Linked DNA regions of Mus musculus: region 2 is linked to region 1. The links are chromatin contacts, called in public promoter capture Hi-C maps. All regions are on one chromosome and are shown on one strand. The core of a region is the stretch at or near the end of the contact, and the rest is flanking DNA. Distances in the headings are between cores, read along the strand shown. Region 1 overlaps Nfix (nuclear factor I/X). Region 2 overlaps Orc6 (origin recognition complex, subunit 6).

Evidence for each region. Capture Hi-C pulls out chosen DNA fragments and counts their contacts.
Region 2: a contact with region 1 is called in a promoter capture Hi-C map of pancreatic islet. The contact joins two enhancer-like sites. A contact is called at or near these places in 1 of 115 datasets of contacts at active chromatin or transcription factors (pancreatic cancer cells) and 1 of 9 other capture datasets (pancreatic islet).

What each region holds. Positions count from the first base shown.
Region 1 is chr8:84,737,567-84,743,723 of GRCm38.p6, forward strand. All of the region lies in intron 2 of Nfix (nuclear factor I/X), which reads right to left. Among named protein-coding and RNA genes, the nearest start is that of G430095P16Rik, 18 kb to the left of the region's middle. RefSeq lists an enhancer at 4,295-6,157. Within about 2 kb of position 3,510, at least 124 of the 459 cell types and tissues checked have an H3K27ac peak or open chromatin away from gene starts, as enhancers often do. A contact at or near this core is called in pancreatic islet, where this site is marked.
Region 2 is chr8:85,302,915-85,309,060 of GRCm38.p6, forward strand. It overlaps Orc6 (origin recognition complex, subunit 6), which reads left to right. Exons shown (of 7, transcript NM_019716.2): 3 at 1-45; 4 at 448-537; 5 at 2,295-2,407; 6 at 3,303-3,404; 7 at 4,672-5,365. The coding sequence ends at 4,796. Among named protein-coding and RNA genes, the nearest start is that of Orc6, 6.4 kb to the left of the region's middle. Within about 2 kb of position 1,972, at least 6 of the 459 cell types and tissues checked have an H3K27ac peak or open chromatin away from gene starts, as enhancers often do. A contact at or near this core is called in pancreatic islet, where this site is marked.

The DNA.
Region 1 (6,157 bases), core at 2,260-4,759:
CACGTACATATAAGGGAAACTCGGGCTATTTACGGAATACAAACACCAATCCACCTATACATCAGGCTAGCAGGTGCCAAAGATCCTTGAGGACCCTGCGGGGGCTCAAGGAGCTTCACGTTGCGCTCCCCAACAAGGTAGCTAGGTGGCGCAGCGAGTTAACACTAGCTGCCCTCTGCCGGTCACAGTAGGGCGAGCCCGTGGGGTGCTGGCCTAGAAGTTCCGCAGACAGGGTTCCCTCTGAACACGTGCTGAGCCCAGCAGGAAGGGCAAGAACCCAGCATGACCACCAGACCTCGCATCTGTATCAGGAACGGAGCTGCCTCAGACAGCGGCTCCCATGACTGCACAAGCACATTCTCGGATGTGGTCAGGGCAGAGCTCGCCATACACCTTGAATAGGAACAGCTTGCAGTGGGGAACGGGGTGGAAGGAGGCCTCCAAAAGGGAGGCAAGGAGAAGCAGAAGGTGAGGCTGCCAGGTGTTTGGTCCGCAGGGGTCCATCCGGGCCCCAGTAAGCTGCTTCCCATTTGAGAGTTTTCTGTTGTTGACCCCAAGAGTGCCCCCAAGGTGCGCTGGACACCCTCGGTGCTAACTTGTCTTTACACTTGGTAACTCTTGGAAAGAAAAAAATCTTTCTACCACCCACATGGCAGGAGTGAAAAGATGGGGACTGAAAGCCAGAATAGGAGCGTCAGACAGGGAGAAAAATGGAGAAGTCAAGAAGAGAAAAAACAAACAAAAACAAAAACAAAACCTCGGCACAGGAAAGCGCCGCTTGTGCTTGTGAGGGCGGCAGAAACAGGCAGGCACACCCTCCCGGGCTGCAAGCGGGAGAAAGGCCCCTTTGTTCCGCCCAGAGGTTAGCCGAGGTGAGGCCAGCCCTGCAGCCCCCCTGACCCTGGGCAGTACAGATTACTTCGAAGGGTCTGGCTGGACCTGGCTGCCTCCCTCATCCATTGGTCAGTCCCCAGCCCCAGCACACAGGAGTCAAGGGAGGAAACCCCCACCCACTGGGCTTCAGAAGGGCTGGGATCCCTTCCATGGCTCCCTGGGTGCCTTCACTGCCCGCTGTTAGGAGTTTGCTTGGGGTTTCCTCTGAATGGATTCGGGGCAGTGCAGTGGCAGGACCCAGACTGTGCTGTGCTGTGGTGTGCTTGGAAATGGCGCTGGGGAGGCTGGCCTGATTGTCCTCTAGTCTCACTCCTGATGAGCCCTCCCAGGGACCAAAATTAGGCTCTGGTGAGGACTTCTCAGAGTGAGCCTTGACTCTGGGCTGAGATCAGATACCTGAGACCCTTCAGCAGAGGCTGAAGTGGGAATGCATGCCAGATGAGACAGAACTCTAAGGGACTGTCAGCTTACCACATTCTGCCCCACCTGGTTACCGTGAGGAAGGGCTTCGGGCCCCAGCCCTCCAAGCCTCCACAGGCATGCTCTGCACCTATTCGTAGGGCTACTGGCCTGGAATATCAAGAGCAAATCATTCCTATCTCTTAGGTAGTGGTCAGAGGTTTAAATTTGGCAAAGACCGAAAGACTGCTTCACCCTCTCCCGCTCCCTCCTTCAGACAGCATTTCTATGTGTAGCCCTGGCTGTCTTGGAACTTGCTCTGTACAACTCACAGAGATCCGCCTACCTCTGCCTCCTGAGTGCTGGGATTAAAGGCCTGTGCCACTGCCACCTGGCCTGTTCCACTTTCTACTCAGCAGTACTTGCAGCTCCTATGCAAATATAGGATGGGAACCAGGCGGAGAGACTGGCCCGTTAGTTCTCCCCGACAGTGCCCCAGCCTCAGTCTGGAAGCACCTTCTCAGGAGGCCCTGGTCCTCAACTTACACCAGCTGAGCATCAAGGAGTAACATGGGGAGAAAGCAAGCAACTGAGAGGGCTATTCCTGTGTATGATCTTTGGCAAGGGAAGTGGAGGGCTGGAGGGAAAAGGAGGAAGGGACAGCTTGCTCAGGGGGCCTGAGTGGCTGCCTCCTGCCTCGTGTAAGAAAGTGCAGCTCAGATACACAATGTCCTGCCAAACCCAGCCCCTTAATTCAATTAAGTGCAGGACCAACTTCCCAGATTGTTCTGTGTGCCAGTGCCTGTGAATGTCCTGATGTGTGTGAATCCTGAGATCTGTGTGTGTGTGTGTGTGTGTGTGTGTGTGTGTGTGTGTGTGTGTGTGTGTGTGTGTCCTGAACCCAGAGGGGCAAAGGGAATGAAGAAAGAACTGAAATCTTGAAAAGACACATTTCTTCTTAACCCTCATACTGTGGACCCGGAGACCAGGACACTGTCTGGGATGCAGTGCAGGGACTGTCCATGTTCTGTGGGTCAGACAGCATCCCAGGCCTCTGCTCATTTGGTGCTAAGCCTCCTGTTAGCCCCAACCAAAATGTCTGTACAATTACAAAGGTTCACAGGGGCCAGGACTGGCTCACTTAGAGCAGTAGTTGAATCCTGCAGCTTCAGGCATGCACTAATAGGGCCTCCTCTCTCACATTTGCCCCTTTGACTGCACACTCTTGGCCAGCTCCTTTTCTGAGCTACAACCCCACCTGGTCACTTGGTCCCCAAAGGCTTGAGAGTGTTCTATAAAGGACAAGGTCCTTGGCGTGTAACATGCGCTCCTATGCCTTTGTGACTTTCTCTCAGCAGGTGACCTGACTCTGAGGTCATGCCTGAGCAAGATCCAGACTGACTGAAACCTGCATTCTCCATCACTGTGACAGGCTCTACAGGAGAAGTGGAGACAGACCTTGAAAAGATGGTCTGCCAAGGCCCCAGAGGCCAGCAGAAGTGCCCCACAACCTTTTACACTCACCATCCCTATTTAAAGGAGTTCCCCAGTGTGTGTGTGTGTGTGTGTGTGTGTGTGTGTGTGTGTGTGTGTGTGTTACATGAAGCTCTCTTGACCTGGAGGAGAGGGCATGTGTCCAGCAGCCCCTCTCTTACAGCCCCCAAGAAGCCTGACTTTCTCCTTAGCCCTCCGGGAGCCCTGAGCAGCCCCTTCTGGGAGCAGAGCCAAAAAGATGGAAGCTTATAAGCTGCTAAAAGGGAAATGTGGGAGGTGGGTAGAGAAGGCCCTGGCCTCCAGGTAGTATGGACTAGGCCCTTAGGTCATGAGACTCCGCCCTTTTCTCAGGGAACAACATCTGGCTGGGAGGAAAAGCCTCTGCTTCACCCTAGCTGACACAACCTGGCCTGACTGATATCTAGCAGGGAGCAGTCTACAGGAGCAGACTAGAGCCCCCACCGCATCCTGAAACAGTGGTGTCTCAATACATATATTCTGACCCACATCCTGTGGGATACTCCTGAAAGTTTTTGGTTCATCTTCCCTCCTGAGCCTGAGTGGAAAGGGATCTAGGCGGGAAGGGCTTTATCAGGGAAAAGCCAAGGCTGGGGATGTCAGCTTGGTGGGAGCGAAAGCCTAAAGTCAGTCTCCGTTTTGCTCTAGGGCTCCACACACAGCTAATGGGAGGCTGGCAGCGGCAAATTGTTGTTTACTTTTAATTAAGTAAACAATGTCGGCTTTCCGCCTCCTCCCCTGCCATCCCAGCCAGTAATTTAGGGATGACAATGGGGTTGCTTCCTTCCTCCTGCCTTCTTCCTTGAGCACTCCTGCTAGCTCCCTTCTCCTCCACAGTTTTTGGAACTTGTGGCTACAGGGAGGGCTCCACCCAGAGGGACAGGACAACCTGAACCACCTTTGGCCCAACAGGTTCCACTTAGGGCTACCCAGGCCCAGGGCTGTGATTCTCCATCTCTGCTTCTCCAGAGCGACCAGGGCAGTCTTCCCCTGACAGCATGGAGTATGTAGCTGGTTCTCCTCCTCCTCTCCAGCCACACCTCTAAAAGCCATCAAGCAGGATAGCCAAACATTGGGGTGGGAGGCTGCATCAGCAGATGACAAAGCCTGAAGGCAGGAAGAGATTCCCACCTGTAGGCCCCAGAGTCCACAAGTCTCCCTCATCACCGGTAAGGGACCTTCTGGTCCAATCAGGAAGAGCCAGTGTTCCAAGCCAGCAGTCTATGTGCGGTACCAACTCTCCTCGGAAACTGAGCTGCCACGAGCTGCTTTTGTGGCCTTGGTTTCTGACATCACTATCTTGACATCTTTAACTTGAACAAGAGGCCCAGCGTTTTCATTTTGCTTTGAGTCCCACAAATTCTGCAGCTAGTTCTGTTCAGAGACCAGAACTGCGTGAGGGAAGGAAGAGAAAAGCAAGCAAGCTAAATCAGCCTTTCACCCACTGGGTTGTCCTGCCTAGGGCTAGGGTACTGAGCTCTGGAAGTGCAGAAGGGTCCTGCTTTGAGCTCCCAAGGAGGCTGAGTTCCAAATGAGGCAGCCTGGAAGACAGGATGCCACACAGGCAGATTTGTACCTGGGCTGATGGAGAACCAAGGCTCCTTAGAGAGCCTTTCTCTGTAAGCCAAACGCCACTTGGCAGGTGGCCTTGCTCTGAGCCCTCTGCACACAGTGGGTCTATAACTGCAGCAGACCTGTGTGGCAGCGGGGAGGAGCTCTCAGAACTCCTCTACCTCCTGAGATGAGGATGGTTGGGTCCAGAATCTAGCCCTGCCCAAGCAACTGGGGACTAAGGTGCCTCCGTTTAGGTGCATGGGGCAAGGGTAGGCAGAATGAGCTGTACACAGGCTGCTCCAAACCCTTGCCAAAGGGCGGGGTCTTCTTTAGCTCAAGCTGGCTGGGGCTGGATGCAATTTCAGCCGCAGAGCAGGGCTCGCTGGCTGGAAGCAATTTTCTCATTAGGACCCCAGGCCTGCTCGCTTGGTCTGTTCCCAGCCCTTACTCCCCTTCTGCGAAACCGCACCCCACAGGCCTCCCGATAGACCACTCACACGCACAGGGAACCGCACGTGTACTGAGTCAGAGAGGCGACTGTGGGGTCACCCCAGTGGGGCTAGGTTCAAGGAGAGCAGCGCTGGCACAAGGCCCTAGCACTGAGGCATACACATAAACAAGATCTCAGGCAGCTCAGGGGGAAAGGGACCCCGGACCCGGGATCAGAACACTGCCCTCACGTGACCCTCCGGAGTTACTCTCAGGCCGGGCACCAGCCTGTCTTGTTCAGGTGGGCCTGGGAGCCAGATCCCTTTCCCGGCCCCAGGCGCTGTAAGTGGAGGGTGGTCTCACGGAGCCAGGGGGAGCGCTGAGGCAGGAGGGGCGGCACCGCTCTGCTCCTCAGACACATGTGGTTGGACTTAAAAAGCTATTAGGGAGCGAGGCGCTGGCGGGAGTACGGCTGGCCCTCACACCAGAGGTGGGGGGGAGGGCAGATGCCGAGGCAGTGAGCTCAGCACTCGCTCCCTCCCTGGCAGTGTTGGACCCAGGGGACCCCCGCCCAGCAGGAGTACGGCAGGCTCTCAGGGGAGGGTGAGCAGACTTTGGGCCTGGGTCTTACTTGGCACAGGCTCTGTAAAGCTTGGGAGATTCTAGGCCTGCAGTGGAACAGCCTCTGGGGGAGGGGTGGCGAGCCTGGATCTGGCCCAGGAGGATACAGACAGGTCCTCAACCCCCAATAGCTTTTCTGGAACGGTGGTTGTTAGAGGTCTCCTTAAGGTAGGTAGGTAAGTAGGGGTAGGGGTGTGTGTGTGTGTGTGTGTGCGCGCACGTGCACGCTCGCGCTCTGAAGGGAGGGGGAGGGGAGATTATGAGAAGAGCAGGAGAGAACAGGGAAGGAAAAAAGGGCCCCACCCATCACGAGGCCAGAAAAAACTGATGGAAAGTTCTCTAGATCCGCCAGCTTGTAAAAAGTTCCCTTTCTTTCCAAATTATGAACATTTTTTAACAAGGGAGGAGGAGACCCAGGGCAGAGAGAGATCTAGGACTTCATTAGGACAGTATCTGTCGTGACCATGTACCACAGTGACTGGTGACTGAAGAGTGTGCATCTGCCTATATTCCAATGCGTTCTACTTCCAAAGTTAGGCTACCCCCCTACACACGCGCGCGCACACACACACACAGCCTACCCAAGGAGGCTGCCATGCTGTTACCAAGTAGGATAGGATAGGTGCCAGCAGGGGAACACACGTGCAGAGACAGAGATGGGGCAGGCGGATGTAGCCCTATCCCTGAGGGAAAGAATCACCCCCCCACCGGGTGCCAGCCTCAGCAACAGAAACAGGCCTTGAAGCTG
Region 2 (6,146 bases), core at 722-3,221, 560 kb after region 1:
CAGCTGTACAGAAGCAGTGAACTTGGCTGCAGAGATACTGCAGAGGTATGTATAATTTTATAATACTTACTCTATGTGTATAAGTGTTCGCCTGCATGTATGTATGTGCACCCCATGCATGCCTGCTGCTCTCAGGTCAATAGAGAGCATCAGGTCCCATGGACTGGAGTTAGAAATGGGTGTGAGTTACCATGTGGATGCTGGGAAGTGAGCCCAGGTGCTCTCTAAAAGCAGAAGTGTTCTTAACTGCTGAACCATCTCTCCAGCTCCTAAATAAATACTAAAAACGTTGTTAGAAGCACAGTCAGCGAACAAATGCTAACAATAGGTCAGGACAATTTAAGTTAGGGGCCAAATTTTGTTTTGTTTTCTCAATTGTTATTGCATTTTCAGTCCCTTTAAGATATTTTCCTGACAAATAATTTCACAAACATTGCTGTCTCCTAGCTACGAGTCTGGTCTTCCTGAAACACAGCGAGCAGATCTTGACTTGTCCAGGCCACTTTTCACCACTGCCGCACTACTCTCAGCATGCAAGTAAGAGTTCTTGGGCATTACTTTATTGTGCTGGGTTTGCTTGTTTGTTTTTGCTTTGAGAGAGTTTTATGTGTAGTCCATGCTGGCCTGGAAGTCACTATGTATCATAAGCCAGCCTTAAACTCATGATGATCCTCCTGCTTCAGACTCCCAGATGCTGAGATTTCAAATGTGTGTGACTCAACACCCAGCTAGTGTAAGTGTTCTTTCACCATCCGGAAATGTTGCCAATATGAGCTTCTCATCCTCAGAGAACACTTGTCATTCGTTCTCCTCGGCTCAGCACAGTTTGCACTGTAGCCCTGGAACACTACGGTTGTGGCCTGGTAATGAGACTCTTGGCTTGGCTGATAATAGAGCTGCCAACTTCAAACGAGTGTTCAAGATGTTTACTTGCCATGTGGCACCCATGTCTGTAAACAAGGTATTCTCCTTTCAGACCCTACTTTTACTAAGTGTAAGTTGTAAATCTGTCAGGACAGTGATCGTGTTTGATTTTCCAGGCATATTGTTTAAAAAGAACTGAAAAACATTTCTAAAATAAATTCTTACATTTAAATCACCAAAATACTTAGTTATTAGTATACATACTGAATTATTCCATGAAATACTAATTTTTTATATCTTTGAAGTTGTTATTTTACTTTTTTTTTTTGGGTTTGTTTTTTTGTTTTTGTTTTTTGGGGTTTTTTTTGTTTGTTTGTTTTTTCGAGACAGGGTTTCTCTGTGTAGCCCTGGCTATCCCGGAACTCACTTTGTAGACCAGGCTGGCCTCGAACTCAGAAATCTTCCTGCCTCTGACTCCCAAGTGCTGGGATTAAAGGTGTGCACCACCACCGCCCAGCTTGTTATTTTACTTTTAAAGAAAACTTTCTACAGAAAAATCATGTAGTCTGTTAAAGAATATATTTCTCAGTTTCCAGTCATTAATTTTGGTGTACTTGGCACTTTTAGCAGCATACCTAGGAGTGATTGTCATCCATAGATAATATTCTTTTAATTCAACAAGGGTATGTGTACGAAGAAGGAATGTAATTGATGTTACAAAAGAAACTGAAAATAGTCAAATAACTCCACTTTTGGAACTATATTAAACTGAACACGAAATGGTTAATTGTCTTGGGGGGGGTGGGTGTTGCTTGCCATATATGCTGCCTGTGGAGGCAAAAAGAGGACATTGGCTCCCCTAGAACTGGAGTTACAGGTGGTTGTGAGCTACTATATGGGCGTTACTCGGGCCCTCTTAAAGAGCAGCAAGAGCTCTGAAGCGCTGAGCCATCTCTCCAGCCCCCTTAACCACTGAGCCATCTTTCCAGCCCCAGGTCTTTTGCTTTTTAATTGCTTGCTGTAGAAGAATATGAACAGGATTGAGGCTTCAGGAGTAGGGCAAAGAGATGTGACACTCCTGTGTAAATAGAAACATTCTCAAAGCGAGTTGAACACTTAACAGATACTGAGTCCATTCAGCAAATTGGTAACATCTGAGAGGCATGAAGCGCTGTAGCAGATGTCTTTGTTTGTTTGCCTCATTTACTGCTGAACAGATGAATTTTCCGCTCTCAGTTTAATAAGAAACTAAAGGACTTAAGAGAGCAAATCTGCAAGCTTCCAGCTAATGACATTTGGAAAACAGGAAAGTCCAGACAGCTGGAGAATTTTAGTAAATCGTGGGCAAAGGGCCATAGGTTTGTAATCTGTTTTTCTTGCCCAGAAAACTGGTGATATTGAAAAAACAAATTTATGAAATTGTTTTTTAGAATTCTAAAGATAAAGGTGGATAAAACCAAAATGATAACTGCATCCGGTGTGAAAAAGGCAATACTTGATCGACTGTGTAAGCAGTTAGAAAAGATTGGGCAGCAGATTAACAGTGAGTATTCTGTGGTTGAAAATGCTGATTTTATTAATTTTTTAGTGAGATAATTGACATGTCTGCCCTGCGAATAAAGTGGTTTAGTACCTGTCTTAGTCAGGGTTTCTATTCCTGCACAAATCATTATAACCAAGAAGCAAGTTGGGGAGGAAAGGGTTTATTCAGCTTATATTTCCACATTCCGGAGGAAGTCAGGACTGGAAATCAAGCAGTTCAGGAAGCAGGAGCTGATGCAGAGACCTTGGAAGAATGTTACTGGCTTGCTTCCTCTGTCTTGCTCAGCTTTCTTTCTTATAGAACCCAAGACTAGGCCCTCCCCGCTTAATCACTAATTGAGAAAATGCCTTACAGCTGGATCTCATGGAGGCATTTCCTCAAAAGAGCCTCTTTTCTCTGTGATAACTCCAGTTCATGTCAAGTTGATACACAAAACCAACCACTACAACTATACCTTTAAAAAATATGATTCTACAAATCTATGCTGAGAAAATACATTCCTTAAGAAACATCAGTATCAGACAAGCTTGGTGGCACATGCCTGCTATTCCAGCACTTGGGAGGCAGAAGCAGGCAGATCTCTGTTCAAGGCCAGCCTGGTCTACAGAGTGAGTTCCAGGTCAGCCAGGGCTACACAGAGAGACCCTGTCTCAAAAGAAAGAAAGAAGCTGCAGTGTTAAGTGCCAGTATCTGAGTACTGCTTGGGATGGGAGTGATTCCATGTCTAATAAAAGAAACAGCCAGAACAAGAGGAGCAGGATTATCTATCTGCCGCTCCATCTCTTTTTGCTCCTCTGGGTACTGGCTTTCTATCATCCAGCTGAGGACTTAGATGACCAAATGTAAAATTGATTAGAAAAATTAACCTTGAAACCAACTTTTCTTTTTCTAAAAGGAGACTCTGCAGATTTAGCTAGACCAGCACTGAAGAGAAAGAAGCCAGAGTTTAGTCCAACACTGAAGAAAAAGGAGCCAGGACTTGAACCACCAGCAAAAGGTAGGGTACACTAGCTCTCTTGGTACTGAAATTGGTGCAGTATAATTTATACACTGAGCAGTCCTGTGTTGATCCCAACAGTTTATATGACAAGAAGCAGCACTAGAGGAAAGCCTGACAACTAATTATTTGATAAGACCTATTTTTCAAGCCAGGCATGATTTACACACCTGTAATTACTTCTACATGCTTAGAAAATAGACACAAAGGATTACTGTAAATTGAAGGCCAGATTGATCTGTATAGTGAATTCCAGGCCAACGTGGGCTACACATTGATACCATCTCACAACAACAACAAAACAGCCTTTTAAGCAATAATTAAAGGAAGTAACAGAAGTGTGAGTAAAAATATATCTGGTGGCCAAAGAATACAGATATTACTAATTTTTAGAGGTATATCTGGTACAGCATGACATGTCTTTAATCCCAGCACTCAGAGACAGGGCCAGGCTGATCTCTGAGTTCCAGGCCAGCCTGGTATACAAAGCAAGTTCTAGATCAGTCAGAACCACACAGTGAGAATTTGTTTAAAAAAAAAAAGAGCGAGAGAAGAGAAAGAAAAGTGTGAATGTTGGTAACTAAACTGTACCTGGGTTCATATTTTACTTTGCCAGTGTTAAAATCTTTAGGCAAATTAAACAATTCAAGCAGACTGACTCATAAATTGGACAGCTTCAAATCTAAAATTGGTTCCGAAAACACCACCCAGTGGTTAAACAGAAGTCCTAATAGAGTTAATTAGGTTATAAGGAGATAGAAAACATCCAATTGAGTCAAACTACTCATTTACTTTATTTAAGGATATCTAGTGTGAGGTCCCTGTTTGGATAACCAGAAAGGTAGCTTTTGTGATGGGCTGCTTTTTTTTTTTTTTTCTTCCTCTAAAAATATATTTCCAAATTAAGTTCTAGTTACCTACATAGGAACTCTAGCTACAAGAACAATCTTGATACTAATGGCTAATTGTTTAACACTACCTACTGGCTGTGTGCATTTGAAAAGGTGATAAAATTTCTACAAGCTTCATTCTCCTAATCTGTAAAATGTGACTAATGTTAGCATAATGTTGTGATGGGATTACTTGAGGTACAAGGTTGATGTCTTAGAGTGCTTAGAGTATAGGAGAGAAAAGTGAGAGCTGCCATGTTACACTGCACTCTAGGGTCTTAATCTCTTACCTTAATTGAAGTAAATACTTGCCAATTTTTACTTTTATGCCATTTATAAACTTGTTTAAAATTGCATTTGCTGACTTTCTCTCACAGAAATAGAAGTAATAGAAACCCTTCATAAACTACCTAAAGATGAAGATCTGACACAGGATTATGAAGAATGGAAAAGGAAGATTTTGGAAAATGCTGCCAAAGCTCAGACAGCCACAGCAGAGTGATTTCCATCTCACTGCAGGCATGTGCAGTCTGTCTGGGAGATGAAGGGTGTGGAAGTCTTCTCTAAGCCTGAATTCCAGGTGTGCTGAGGAGTGTCTCAGTACAGAGGATGCTAGCACTGGGCACCTCACATGGACATTAGATCAACCATATTGCCTCTGAAGACTCAGATCTGTCCTCTCACGTGGGGTGAAATTGGGACCATTTTGCTTCTATGTGTTTAAGAAAATTTCCTGACTAAACCTAGAATGCAAATTTCAAGCTGAAAGACATCTCAGACATTTTATTTGGTTTTGTGGTTTTTTAAATTTTATTTCACTAAATGTTATATAGCCTAAGTTAATAAATATTTTTTAAACATTTTTTTAAATGTGTATGAGTATTTTGCCTGCATGTATGTCTGGTGCAGTGGAAGCCAGAAGAGAATGCCAGATCCCTAAGCCTTGAGTTACAGACAGTGAGCGTTGCCATATGAGTGCTGGGACTTAAACCCCAGTCCTCTAGAAGAGCAGCTAGTGCTTTTTACCACTGAACCATCTCTCAAGCCCAATAAATGTTATTTTTATATGCATTTGAGTTGTGATTGTCAGCTTTGAGTAATCTTTCTTAGGCAAAAATCTGTATCTACTCAAATTTTAAAAAAGCCCATGTTCCTGTGTAGTGAGCCCTAATACCTAGAACACAGATTAAGACTTCCTGGGTTTAAGACCCAGTCTACTTTGCCACTTGAACAAATAAAATTAACTTCTGTTTGCTCCATCTAGAAAGTGGGAAATAAAAGGTACTCCTTTGGCTATAGATGTGGCTCAGTTGCTAGGGTTACAAACATGAAGTCCTGAATTTTGATTACCATCACTCCATAAAACCAGGCTTAGTGCATCCCTGTTACCCCAGCACTTAGGAAGAGAAGGCAGGAGAATCAGAAGTTCAGAGCCACCCTTAGCAACATAATGAGTGGGATACATGAAACCCTGTCTCCAAAACAAGAAAAGAGAACCTTTCTCACTGCTGCCTAGAATAGCTGGGAGACCCAATGCATCAAAGCACTATAGTGCAAATATCTGCTGTGAAGAAACAATAAAGACAGGCCTGACATAATGAATTACACATTAGTACGTATTACAAAACAATCCACCGAAGTTTACTTCTTTGCTATCCATACACAGGAAAATGTAACCTTGGTAAACCCTTTATAGAAGGGGCTTTATAGATTTTCATACAGTATATTCTGATTGATTTTCTCTTCCATCTTCTAGATACTCCCCACCTTCCCACTCATCCAGCTCCATACCTTCTTTCTATAGGAAACAGGCAAAAGCACAAGAAACATGCACATACACAAAACCCATAAA